Linked DNA regions of Mus musculus: all the other regions are linked to region 3. A link is a contact called in public HiChIP or PLAC-seq and Micro-C data. All regions are on one chromosome and are shown on one strand. The core of a region is the stretch at or near the end of the contact, and the rest is flanking DNA. Distances in the headings are between cores, read along the strand shown. Region 1 holds the start of E430018J23Rik (RIKEN cDNA E430018J23 gene). Region 2 holds the start of Zfp771 (zinc finger protein 771). Region 3 holds the start of Prss8 (protease, serine 8 (prostasin)). Region 4 holds the start of Tial1 (Tia1 cytotoxic granule-associated RNA binding protein-like 1).

Region 1 (2,740 bases), core at 66-2,565, 540 kb after region 3:
CTGGGATTAAAGGCGTGTGCCACCACTGCCCAGCCAAGATTCCTTTCATAGGTAGGTATTTTATATTAAAATAGCAATGAACCAGACTGAAAACCTGGATGTATATGACCGTGAGTAGGGCCTCATTCCTCTCTTGGATATTTCATGGGAATCTCACAATCTTCCCAGAAACTTTAATTCCTTCCTGGAAGTGAAGGGGAAAAAAAATCCAGATGGGCAGATGTAGAGTTTTAGAAGATTAGGTCGTGAATGTTCCGAGTGTCCTGGCTGATCAAAGACCAGCTCTATGATCTCAGACATGTGTCAAGGACAGTATTTCTCAACTACTTTGAGATGTGTAGACCAAGCTGGTGGAAACAACCTCTGAGACTGCTATACTTTCTAGCTTATTAATATTCTTCCTGCCACAGGCTTTCTGGGGCTCCACAATACACTGACCAGAAGAAAAACACCAAACACCTGTTAATTCCTGAGTCCAGCCATTGCTGGACCTCCATCTTGCTGACAGGGTTCAGGATCCCAGGCTGGAACTAACAACTATCCTGTGACTTTAGGTGTTTCATGTTTGTTATCCAGTAAAGGCTGTAAAGAGGGATGTTGCTGTTATTTGCTGTCTAAACTAAGGCACACAAGTCATAAATGTGCAGATTGCCCACTCCATTGTTCCCTTATCATTCTAAATTCCAGACCAGTCCAGGATGCGACCTGGCTGCAAAAGCTAAATCAAGGAACCTGAAACAAAGTGACGCTGATGAGGTCCAGTCACCAAAGTTAACTTCCTTGCTTAACCCATTGTGTGAAAGACTGACTAACGCAACAGTGCACCCAAGTCCCCCTTGCTTTGTGTTTTCATCCTATGAAAACGTTATATAAGCTCTGTTCCGGGATGCTGTTCAGCTCCCAAATTGGCCACTACATACGCGTGCACAGAAATAAAGCTTTCATTTTTAAACTTCTATCTCTGAAATGAGTTTTCTCAGATTCTACCCCAACCCAAAATTCACAGACTGCTTCCACCTAGCTTAACTTGAGAGTGGTGTGAACACACAGAATCTGTACCATTCCTCAACTGCACGATACTCGCGGTCCTGGAGTCCCCGCCCACATAGGCACGTCCACTTCAGTCTTGGTCTTAGATTGGCACTTGTAGACACTTTGGCCATTTTGGATGAGGGCTAGAAAACAATGACCCAGGAAATCCGGTGACGTAACCTTGGGCGGGACCCCAGGGATCAAGGTTCTTGTTACTCCCCGCCCCGCCCCGCCCCGCCCCGCCCCCACACGTTTATGCACAAATACTGCTACCATTTCTATGAGTTCATCACCACGTCTTGCATCTGTACCTGCTTCTAGGAATCTTCAATTTTCACCTACATTAGGGTGCTCACGGACCTGATATATGTCCTTTCTCAGCCCTGGTACCCCACCGCGGCAACCTAGGATCTGGCAGGCGATCCAGGGGACGCCAGGCAGATCACGGAACAGTGCGGGGAGTCCCCATGGCGCCGCGGATGGCCCCGGAAAGGGCCTCCGCTTGGCCTGCATTCCTTAAGCCTGGGACTGTGAGCTTCGCGGACGTGGCCGTGTACTTCTCCCCGGAGGAGTGGAGGTGTCTGCGGCCGGCGCAGAGAACCCTGTACCGAGAGGTGATGCGCGAGACCTATGGTCTCCTGGCCTCTCTGGGTGAGAACCTTCCTGGCCGCCTGGGTTCGCGTAGCCCTTGACACTGTGGGTCATGCGGTGGATCGGAGTTCCCTGGGTACGGGTGGTCGTAACAAGTGGGTCGACCTGACTCGTGGGGTTTGCTATCTTTCCCTCCAGAAGTCGGGGGCGACAAACCAGCGCTCATCTGCTGGGTGGAGGAAGAGTCCGAAGTGTGGGGACCCGGTGCCCAGGAGCCAGAGGTGGCCATGTGCAGGACAGAAGTCCACTCAGGTGAAGGACTGGGTACTTGCCTGGGGAAACTTCTGTGTTGCCAGCCTGTGTGGTGTCTTCTAGTGACTGCACTTACTGCCTGGCAGTTTCTTCCCTGTTTTTCTGTTTCTTGGCCAAAGCCATGATGGCTGGCCCCTGGATTCATCTGAAAAGGGTTCTGTCCAGTGCTCTCACCTCATATCTACAGGGTCACTAGGCTGTATAGGTTGTAGCCCCTCGTTCCCACTCCTCTGCTGCCATCTCTGTGACTGCGTTCTGGAGTCTCCTTCAGTTCTTGCTGTCCACCTCTGACAAGTGCTTAGCTCACTGCACTTGGGAATGGGGACCACACAGACACCTTTCTTTATGCTGCATCTGGACATCTGTGCACCACGCATGCTCAGATGCTGTGGCCTCTCCCCTCCTGTGCCCTGTTTCCATGTGGGGCTGTGGGAATCGAGGGGCAGTAGAGTCAGAGTCTGAGCTTTGTCATGGTCTCCCAGCAGATTGCAGGCACGAGAAGGAAGGGAAGAGACCAAGGGAAGAGACCAAGGCAACCAAGAAGATACTTTCTCCAGAAGCTGGGCCTATGGAGCCACGCCCCTCCTTTGCTTCCCCTTCTTGCAACTTGGAGCTGCTTTTCAAGAACTCTCAGCAGGGGCACCCCACTGTTGCGGTGCACAACCCTATCCTAAAAGCAGACCAGCGTCATGGGTGCCATGTGTGTGGGAAGAGTTTTGCCCACCAGTCCAAACTGGTGGAGCACCTGTACACTCACACAGGTGAAAAGCCATTTCAGTGCCCAGACTGCGACAAGTATTTCGGC
Region 2 (2,781 bases), core at 239-2,738, 690 kb after region 3:
TGAAGATGATAGCCAAGAAGGCTGGAAAGAACCGGACTTCACAGTTAGCAGTGGAAGAGGCCTAGAGAGCAGGTGTCCTTTCCCAGCAACTCATCAGGTCCGCTAGGGGAACGAGCATTTATCCCCAAGGCAGCCAGAGCCCTCCAGCTGAACTCAAGTCTACTGAGAAAGGGACAGCCCAGGGTCCCTGGCAGCTCTGGGAAGTAAAATAATTGGTGAATAGTTAGGGTCTCAAATGGCAGACTCTAACTCATTCTGATGTCCTAAAAACCTCCAGGAGAAAACCCAGATCCCCAGCATGCTCTGCCAACCAACCTGCCTGGAGCTGTGCTGGAGTATGAGGGAACTACTGTCCCATAGCTCCCTACAGACAGAGCCACTCTTCCAGTCTGGGGTAGTCACTTAGGTCGGTTGCCAACTGTCTTAGACTCAGTTCCTCACCTAGAAAATGGAGTCAGTACTAGCAACAAACCAGACTGGAGGTGCTTAGAATAGCATCTGGCACACCATAAACTATGCGAGAGGTAGCTGTTGTTACTGCGGCCTGGCCTCATCTTCCCTCACCTCTGGCCTTTGCTAACTCCTATATCTGGACTCAGGATACAGGATTGTGAGTTTACAGACATCAGGCTGCGTGGAGACTGAAGCCACTCAGCACGGTGCCTCAAGCAGCACCCAGCATGGCATCTGGCTCTCACAGTGGGCCAAACGTCTATCCAATGGGGCGTGGGGGGCAGTGAGCACAAGGATGGGCCAATTCTGAGTTTCTAGATCTGAGATCCAGGAAAAGGCGGGGGCAGGATTTTTGACTTCTGTCTGAGGGACGTTGAACCTGGCACAGGTTCGAGGGTGGGGGTGGGATCGGGACGGAACACGTACCTCCTTGTTGTCCACAGGGATCTTGAGTTTCACCACCTCATACTTCTCCTCACCCTCCTCCTCCTCACCCTTCACCAGCAGCACCATCTCCTCCTGCATCTCTTCCTCCTCCTCCTCCTCTGCCTGCTGTTCGCCAGGCATCTTGGTGTCCTGAGGCGGGGCGCTGGATCAGAGGCTCAGGACCCGCCCCCCACCCCCACCCCCACCCCCACTGTGGCCCCGGCCCAGACAAGGCGGTGCAGCCGTGGCTTCCCCCGCCCTGCCCAGGCTCCGAGTCCAGTCCTTTCCCATCCACCCTAACCCAACCCCACGCTCCGACACTGCCCAGGGCCCAGCTCAGAAGACACCCGTTCACCCCACTCATCCCGACATTCAGGGCCCTGAACAGTTCGAATCTCCAGCTCCCGCGAGTTGCCACCCTCCTCGCGCTGAGTCACTCCCCAGAGCCTGGGTCGGCGACCTGAGCGCTAAGGGATGAGCCGGAGGCCCGCTGGAGCTGAGGCCCCGGGGTGGAGTGCGCACTCACCAGCCCGAGGTTCGGTGCTCGTGCGGCCCCGGGCCTGGGCGAGGGGCGGTTGGGTGCTCTGCGAAGGCCGCGGCTCCGGAGGCGGGGGCGGGGCGGGGCCCCAGGGGCGGACATTCATTGGTTCGCCCGTCTGGCCCCGCCCCTAGGGGAGAGGCTGGAGGCCTGAGCTTCTGTCCCTAACCGCCCCGGGAGGGGTAGCCGGGACTCAGAGGTGTCCGCGGCCCGGAAACTCCTAACCAACAGACCATGCCTAGCCCGGCCTTCAAGGCCCTGCAGCCGAGTTCCAACCACCCTCAGCCGGGCTCCGCCGCTGCTGGATCTTGACGCCCCACCGAGATTGCTGTGCCCGCGTAGGCCACGTGCGCTCCCGGGGGTCTGGGCCTCTCGCTGGCGCCCCGCCTGGAGAGCGGGCCCTGTTGCCTCCTCTCTTCTTTCCCCTCCTTTTTCCTTCTTCGTTCTTTCTCGCGTCGCCTTCCCATCCCCTGATCTGCCAGACAGCTTACTGTTTGCCCGCATGCGGCCCAGATCCACCACCGCCCAATCTGTCGCTTTCATCTACCGAGTGTTGTTTCTGACTTGTCAGAGGCTCACTATGTAAACCTGGTTAGTTTAGAACCAGTGGCAAGCCCCCGACCCTCACCCCGAATCTGGAGAGTATAAGGCAGGAGTTGTCGTGCCTGGCTTGGGTACCTGTTCTTGAAAGTTTGCTGTTTTACACACTGGGTCACATTTGCTCAGCACAGAGGATTGCGATCTCACTTTACACGTGCACTTAAAGATAGTTCAGAGAGGACTGATTTACCTAAATTATACAGTAAAGAAGCATTTCTCACTACTGGTAGTGTGGGAAGAAATAGCCCAAGGTCAAATCCACTCTACAATACTACATACAGTACCATCTTGCCTATCTCTCTAGATATTTTTAACTGGGCATGGTGCCACTTAGCCCTGGGGAGGCAGAAGCAGGTGGACTTCTGTAAGTTGAAGGCCAGGCAGACCTGCATAGTGAAACTTTTTTTTTCTAATAAAAATAATAAAGGAGCCAGAGAGATGACTCAATGGTTAAGAGCACTGACTGCTCTTCCACAGGTTCAATTCCCAGCAACCACATGGTGACTCACAACCATCTGTAATGGGATCAGATGCCCTCTTCTGGTGTGTCTGAGAGAGCTACAGAGTACTCATACACATAAAATAAATACAATCTTTGTGGTTGTTGTTTTGGTTTTTTGTTTTGGTTTTTTTTTTTTTGGGGGGGGGGTTCGAGACAGGGTTTCTCTGGATAGCCCTGGCTGTCCTGGATCTCACTCTGTAGTCCAGGCTGGCTTGAACTCAGAAATTCACTTGCCTCTGCCTCCCAAGTGCTGGGATTAAAG
Region 3 (2,700 bases), core at 10-2,509:
TTGCAGCTGTGAACCGCCACACTCACACTTTACAGAAAGCCAGGGATCGGAACCTGGGTTTTTATGGGCCTGCACGTGGGAATTGCTTTACCACCGAGCCTTCCCTAGGCCTTTCCCTGAACTCCTACCCTACCTACTTCACAACACCCCGGCTTTGTCTTTATTTATTTATTTATTTATTCTTTTTTTTTTCCAAGACAGGGTTTCTCGGTATAGCCCTGGCTGTCCTGGAACTCACTTTGTAGACCAGGCTGGCCTCGAACTCAGAAATCCCCCTGCCTCTGCCTCCTGAGTGCTGCTGGGATTAAAGGAGTGTGCCACCACATCCGGCTTTTTTTTTTTTTTTTTTTAGAGATTTTTCTCTATGTAGCCTTGGCTATCCTAGAATTTGCTATGTAGACCAGTCTAGCCTCAAACTCACAGACATCTGCCTGCCTGTGCCTCCGTGGGACAAAGCACAACTGGCTTTAAAGACACGTGCCACCACACCTGGCCTAACTTTGCCAGTGTTGTTTGGTTGGCATCTTTCCATGCCCTCTGAGGATTTGGTTCCCAGCGTTGTTCTTCCACGAGCCCTGCAGCTACTGTGCAGTTGAGAGTCCCACTAATTGGGTCTATATCACAGCTCCTAATTTGAAATGATTAATCAATAATTGCCTTTTGTTACTTGATTCGAGTCTGACATCCCCACTTCATCATCATCTTAAGGAGGTCATAGATGGTACAGTCTGCCACTTGTGCCGGGTGCACAGATAGGTACTTAGCAAATACTTACCGGATGATTGTCAATAGCCAGCCGTGCTCAACACCTGCAGGAAGGTGTTTCTACAGAGGGCCTGCCACGAATGGCTTTGGCCTGGGGCATTCCCCCATGCTAGTTTTAGATACCTGGCCTGAGGAGGGATGGGAAGGGCTGAGCAGCGGCTGTGGCCCTACCTTAATAAGGTCTAGACCAGGCCAGGTTGTCGGGGAAGAGGGGACTAGGAGTGGGGGGAGGGGGGGTGATAACTGAGTGACCAATAAGACCTGGGGTACTTGGCTGGCCCTTAGGGTTCCCAGTCCTGCCTGGGACTGCTTTCTGACTGTCCAGGATCAGTTTTCCTGTATCAAAAGCACCCACTGCGAAAGGATCCAGGAAAGGACCACAGAGGCCAGAAGCAGGAAAAAAAAAAGCCTGCTTTCCGAGGAGGAGGAGGAGGGCGTGGCTGAGGGAGGAGCCCACAGGTGGTTGGCTCCTGAAGTGCCTGGAGAGGTCTCTGTTGACCAAATTGTAAGGCAGAACAGGTCCACGCTGGTCACTGCAGAGAGACTAAAGGTGTGTCCCGTCTTCCCCCTGGCCATTTTCTGCCGAGAAGCCTGCTTCACCTTCCCAGCCTAGATCCTGGGATTCCTCACTCTGATCCCACACCTAGATCCTGCCTTCAAAACCAGCCTTCTGGTTCTTCCCTTTCTACCTAGGGGCTCCTTCGGGGGGCCCTTGTCCTAGGCCATGGCCCTAAGGGTGGGCCTGGGACTTGGGCAGCTGGAAGCTGTGACCATTCTGCTCCTTCTCGGATTGCTCCAGTCGGGAATCCGTAAGTATGGATCCGCGGGAGGGAGGGTTGGAGAAGGAGCCCCGGTGAGAGCAGGCTGGTCCCCGTGTAGACTGAATTCGCGAATCTCCGTGTTCCTACCGTCTTCCCCTCTTCTCTTGTTAGTCCCCCAAACAAGGAATCACCCTATGGGGAAGCGGTTGGCGTGAAGGGCTCTGGGGACTCAGGCCTCCCTGCCAACTCCTCTCTCTTTCTTTCCCTCCAGGAGCTGACGGGACTGAAGGTGAGGCTTTCTGCGGGAGTTGGGGGAGTGAGGGCACAGCGGCTCGGTGTCCCCTGGCGGGTTGTAGGAACACTTGTCGCCTAGCTGGGCTTGCACTTAGCCACACTAAGTGTCCCAACAGCTCTGAGTGTATGGAATCTTGGCTCTTGTTTTATGAGGAAACTGAGGTAAAGAGATGCAGTGAGCTGTCCGCGGGCATAATCGAAGCCTGACTCTCAGTGTGGGTAGGGGAGGTGGCTCTGAGAAGATCAGCTCCAGTGTAGACTGGTTTCCGGTCTGAGCATAACTATCTAGTAGCCTTGTCTCCTTATCTTTCAAAGCTCCAGTTTCTTTGCCTTGAAAAGCTGTTCAGTTCTGTTCTTCTAGGGCTGTGAGGAAGACCGGGAGATTGGGAAGTGAAAGCCCCTTGGAGCCTAGATGCGCCTCAGCTGCAGTCTGAGTAGTAGCCATTGTCAGGATTGTGAGGGAATGAAGGAAGAATCTAGCTAGGTGTTTTCTCTGCCTACTGCTAGCTTGGGGGGTGGGGGGAGCGGCTCAGGTCCCCAACCTGAGGAATCCAATTTCCTTGCAATGTTCAATCACACCCCTAGTTCTCCTGTGCTCAGCAGATGGGGAGAGGGTGGAAACAGGTGTGTCTCTAGGTAACGCTCAGGTTGGTGCAGTTGGAACAGTCATAGGCATGAGAACAGGTGTCAGCCAGCCTGGACTCTGTGGAGAGGGCCCTGGAAGCTGAGAGCGACACCTGTGACCTAGCCGGCTGATCCAAACATGCCATGGAGGGGCTGTGCCCGGATGGCTCTCTAGCCTAGTGGAGAAAGGCTGGAAAGGCATTCAGAATAGAGTGACTGGTCTTAAAGGTCCAGTGGTAAGGAGTGAGTGGCCCAG
Region 4 (2,790 bases), core at 131-2,630, 530 kb before region 3:
TGTATAGCCTTGGCTGTCCTGGAACTCATTCTGTAGACCACGCTGGCCTCGAACTCAGAAATTCGCCTGCCTCTGCCTCCCAAGTGCTGGGATCAAAGGCGTGCGCCACCACGCCCAGTTGCTCTTTCCTTTTTCACTTTGGGATATAATCCGTTTCTCGTTCAGACTTACTCTCTCCTTCCTAGGCTCATGGAGAAGCAGCCTCCAATCTCCCACTGTACCTGTAAATTCAGGTAGGGTTTCAGTATGCAGCTAAGCAGATCTATAAGCTACCCCAAAGCTCTCTGTTGGCCACCAGACCTTTTCTCTCCTTCAATGAGACAGTGTGCAGCTGGGGGCACGGGAGAGCTGGTTAAGAGCACACTTACAGTGGCTTCCAGTTTGGTTCTCAGCACTCATATGCAGCTCACAACCACTGTTAACTCCAGTCTCAGGCAGGGAATGCCATCCCTTCGTCTGACCCCTAGGGGCCTCAGCCACAAATGTGGTGTACATCCAGTAGATTGTCATGATTCTATCTCCTCTCTTGCTTTAGCATCTCAATACTAGCAGCCCGTGTCCTCCAATACCGAACTCCAGACTGTTTTGGCATGAGACCTGGTCGTTGAGCCTCTTTGCTGTTTTCACTGATTATTAGTTTTTGATAAGGTCTTGGTATCTATTTCTAGGCTGGCCTTAAATCCATTATCCTCCTGTTCAGTAGCACTGTGCGCCACCACGCGAATATTTAAGTTTTAAGTAGGGATTTGAAAGAGCGGTACAAGCCATTTGAATGAGGGGCTGCTCTTTTGCAGCCTTACCCACTAATCCGATGAGATAATGGGTAGCGATCCTTGTGGAACTTGTAAAGCAAGTTACAAGCGGTATAGTCTAGAAAGGCCTATCTGGTTAGAACACGTGCTCAAAGACAAGGCTGGATCTGGTGTTGCCCGATGTCCGCTACATCTCTCCGGGTTCAGAGTTGCCACTCTTTTGCCCGTCGCGTGAGGCGTCGGTTGTTGAACACGGACCAGCAGTTCTGAGAGTAGAGGCGGGCAAGGCCGGCTGACGGGAGAACCACGCGGAGCCAGCACACCGCCTGATCTGCAGTTGAAGAAACCGCTCTGGGGCTGGACGGAGGCGGAGCAGAAGCTCACACTGGACCAACAGAAGAGCCTTAAGATGCTAAGAGCGATCCTGGGGCGGGCCCCGGCGCGAGGCACTCTGGGATTTGTAGTTTACTTCCCGGACAGCTCCTCTCTATTTCGGCCGCCCGCCTTTTATTCCTCGCTCTATCCCGGCACGCCGACTACTTAGTCGCGGCACGTCCTCACGTACGACTACACTACCCAGAAATCTCTCCTTCGCGCTCCGGCAGGCGCAGGGTCTGCCTTGAACTACAGTTCCCAGAAGGCCACTGGAGAAGGGCTTCCCCCACTTTCCCGGGACCGCAATTCCCGGAGACTTGGTTTCGCGGCTTTTCTCTCTGTGTTGGGTCTCTCTTGGACCCGGATAGGTCTTGACTGGCCAGCAGGCCCACAGCGACAACGTGCTCCGTCGTGTCCAGTCGCAGGGTGTACTCTTTGGCCGGGCTTTCTGTCTCTTTAGCTACTTTTGCCGGACAGGCCGTCGCAGCTGGCCTGAGCAGTGACCTGGCGGGCCGCGCCTGCGCCCTGCCGCGTTTCCTGCCTGGCTGGTGGTGGCGGCCATTTTGTTCATCCTCCTCCTCCTCCTGCTCCTCCTGGTTGGAGCGCAGTGTCCGGAGCGGGCTGGGGGGAGCGGACCCGAGAGCGGGGTTCAGTACCTTTTCCTCTGTCCCCAGCCGGCGCCCGGAGCCCCCCTCCCCTTCCTTCCCGCCCCCTCCCCTCCCCAGCCCTGCCCTCCCCCTTGTCCCGGGATCACTCCGTCGCACCCACCATGATGGAAGACGACGGACAGCCCCGGACTCTGTGAGTACCCGAGACCCGGGGTGCCAGGCACCGAGTGGCCCGGGCACTGCGGGAAGCGGAGGGAGGAAGGGAGAGCAGGAGCCCGGGACTAGAAGCGGAGAGCCGGGCGTCGCGGTGGCGCGGCTGTGAAGTGCATTCCTCATCTGTCCCCCTTCCCAGAGAAGGAAGCCCTCCCTTCCCCCCCAAACACAGTCACTTCCTAGGGTCTAGGGCTTGTCTCGACTTTTTCCTCCCGACCCCTTCTTTTGCACACTCTTGCTTGGCTGGGCTTGTGCACGGCTGAGGCTGTCAGGCGCGGGAGAGCTACTGTTCCCCCTGTGCTTTGGGGGCTCCGGGCTGAGCCAGGAGCTGTGGGTCCCTACGGGGGCAGGGCTTGGCGGGGGTGGGACCACTACTGCATCCTTTGGCTTGAACGTTTAGCCTCAGTCCACGTCCTCAGCAGTCCACGTCCTCAGCCTCAGTCGCTCCGAGTCCTTCTCCCCAGTCTACCACTCTTTAACCAGAGGAGCCCCTTGTCTCTTTCTGCCCCACGTGCCCCACGCTGTCAGAAACACCCGCCTAGCGCCTGCTGCTTTTGAAGTGCCAAAGTGATTGCTTTTCGCCACCGTGCACCACCTCTGTCCCTTGGATAACGAAGTTTACTTTGAGCGCTTACTGCGCCAACCTGACAACCAGTTAAACTCCTTTCGCTCAGTTAGTGATGCCGCTTCCTAATCCGTTTGTGCGTCCGGACCATCGGAGTTGGATAAAAGGATGACTGCTCCCGCTATTTGTTACCTGTCTTTTGAGTGCTATTTTTCGCGGTATAGCTGTCGGGTTTCACCTGAAGCCCAATCTAATGAATGAATCGCATCTTCCAACC

Evidence for each region. A called contact is a pair of places that touch in the nucleus more often than the background predicts. HiChIP or PLAC-seq counts read pairs in DNA pulled down with a chosen protein or histone mark.
Region 1: a contact with region 3 is called in an HNF4G HiChIP or PLAC-seq map of pancreatic cancer cells. The contact joins the promoter of E430018J23Rik here to the promoter of Prss8 in region 3. A contact is called at or near these places in 2 of 115 datasets of contacts at active chromatin or transcription factors (microglia and pancreatic cancer cells) and 1 of 9 other capture datasets (adipose tissue).
Region 2: a contact with region 3 is called in an H3K27ac HiChIP or PLAC-seq map of extraembryonic endoderm stem cells, with 4 times the contacts expected there. The contact joins the promoter of Zfp771 here to the promoter of Prss8 in region 3. A contact is called at or near these places in 2 of 39 promoter capture datasets (cranial neural crest and embryonic stem cells) and 2 of 115 datasets of contacts at active chromatin or transcription factors (extraembryonic endoderm stem cells and kidney).
Region 4: a Micro-C map of embryonic stem cells shows a contact between it and region 3, with 5 times the contacts expected there. The contact joins the promoter of Tial1 here to the promoter of Prss8 in region 3. A contact is called at or near these places in 1 of 39 promoter capture datasets (pre-B cells), 1 of 484 Hi-C or Micro-C datasets (embryonic stem cells) and 1 of 115 datasets of contacts at active chromatin or transcription factors (large pre-B cells).

The regions. Positions count from the first base shown.
Region 1 is chr7:127,392,196-127,394,935 of GRCm38.p6, reverse strand. E430018J23Rik (RIKEN cDNA E430018J23 gene) reads left to right here and starts at 1,315. Exons shown (of 3, transcript NM_198011.2): 1 at 1,315-1,683; 2 at 1,822-1,935; 3 at 2,421-2,740. The coding sequence starts at 1,500. It also overlaps a transcript of Zfp764 not described here.
Region 2 is chr7:127,243,233-127,246,013 of GRCm38.p6, reverse strand. It overlaps Zfp771 (zinc finger protein 771), which reads right to left and starts at 1,488. Exons shown (of 3, transcript NM_177362.4): 1 at 1,406-1,488; 2 at 880-1,029. The coding sequence starts at 1,020.
Region 3 is chr7:127,928,672-127,931,371 of GRCm38.p6, reverse strand. It overlaps Prss8 (protease, serine 8 (prostasin)), which reads left to right and starts at 1,259. Exons shown (of 6, transcript NM_133351.3): 1 at 1,259-1,574; 2 at 1,798-1,815. The coding sequence starts at 1,490.
Region 4 is chr7:128,460,263-128,463,052 of GRCm38.p6, reverse strand. It overlaps Tial1 (Tia1 cytotoxic granule-associated RNA binding protein-like 1), which reads left to right and starts at 1,380. Exons shown (of 12, transcript NM_001347640.1): 1 at 1,380-1,928. The coding sequence starts at 1,897. It overlaps Gm32816 (a long non-coding RNA gene), which reads right to left and starts at 1,333. Exons shown (of 4, transcript XR_378509.4): 1 at 801-1,333.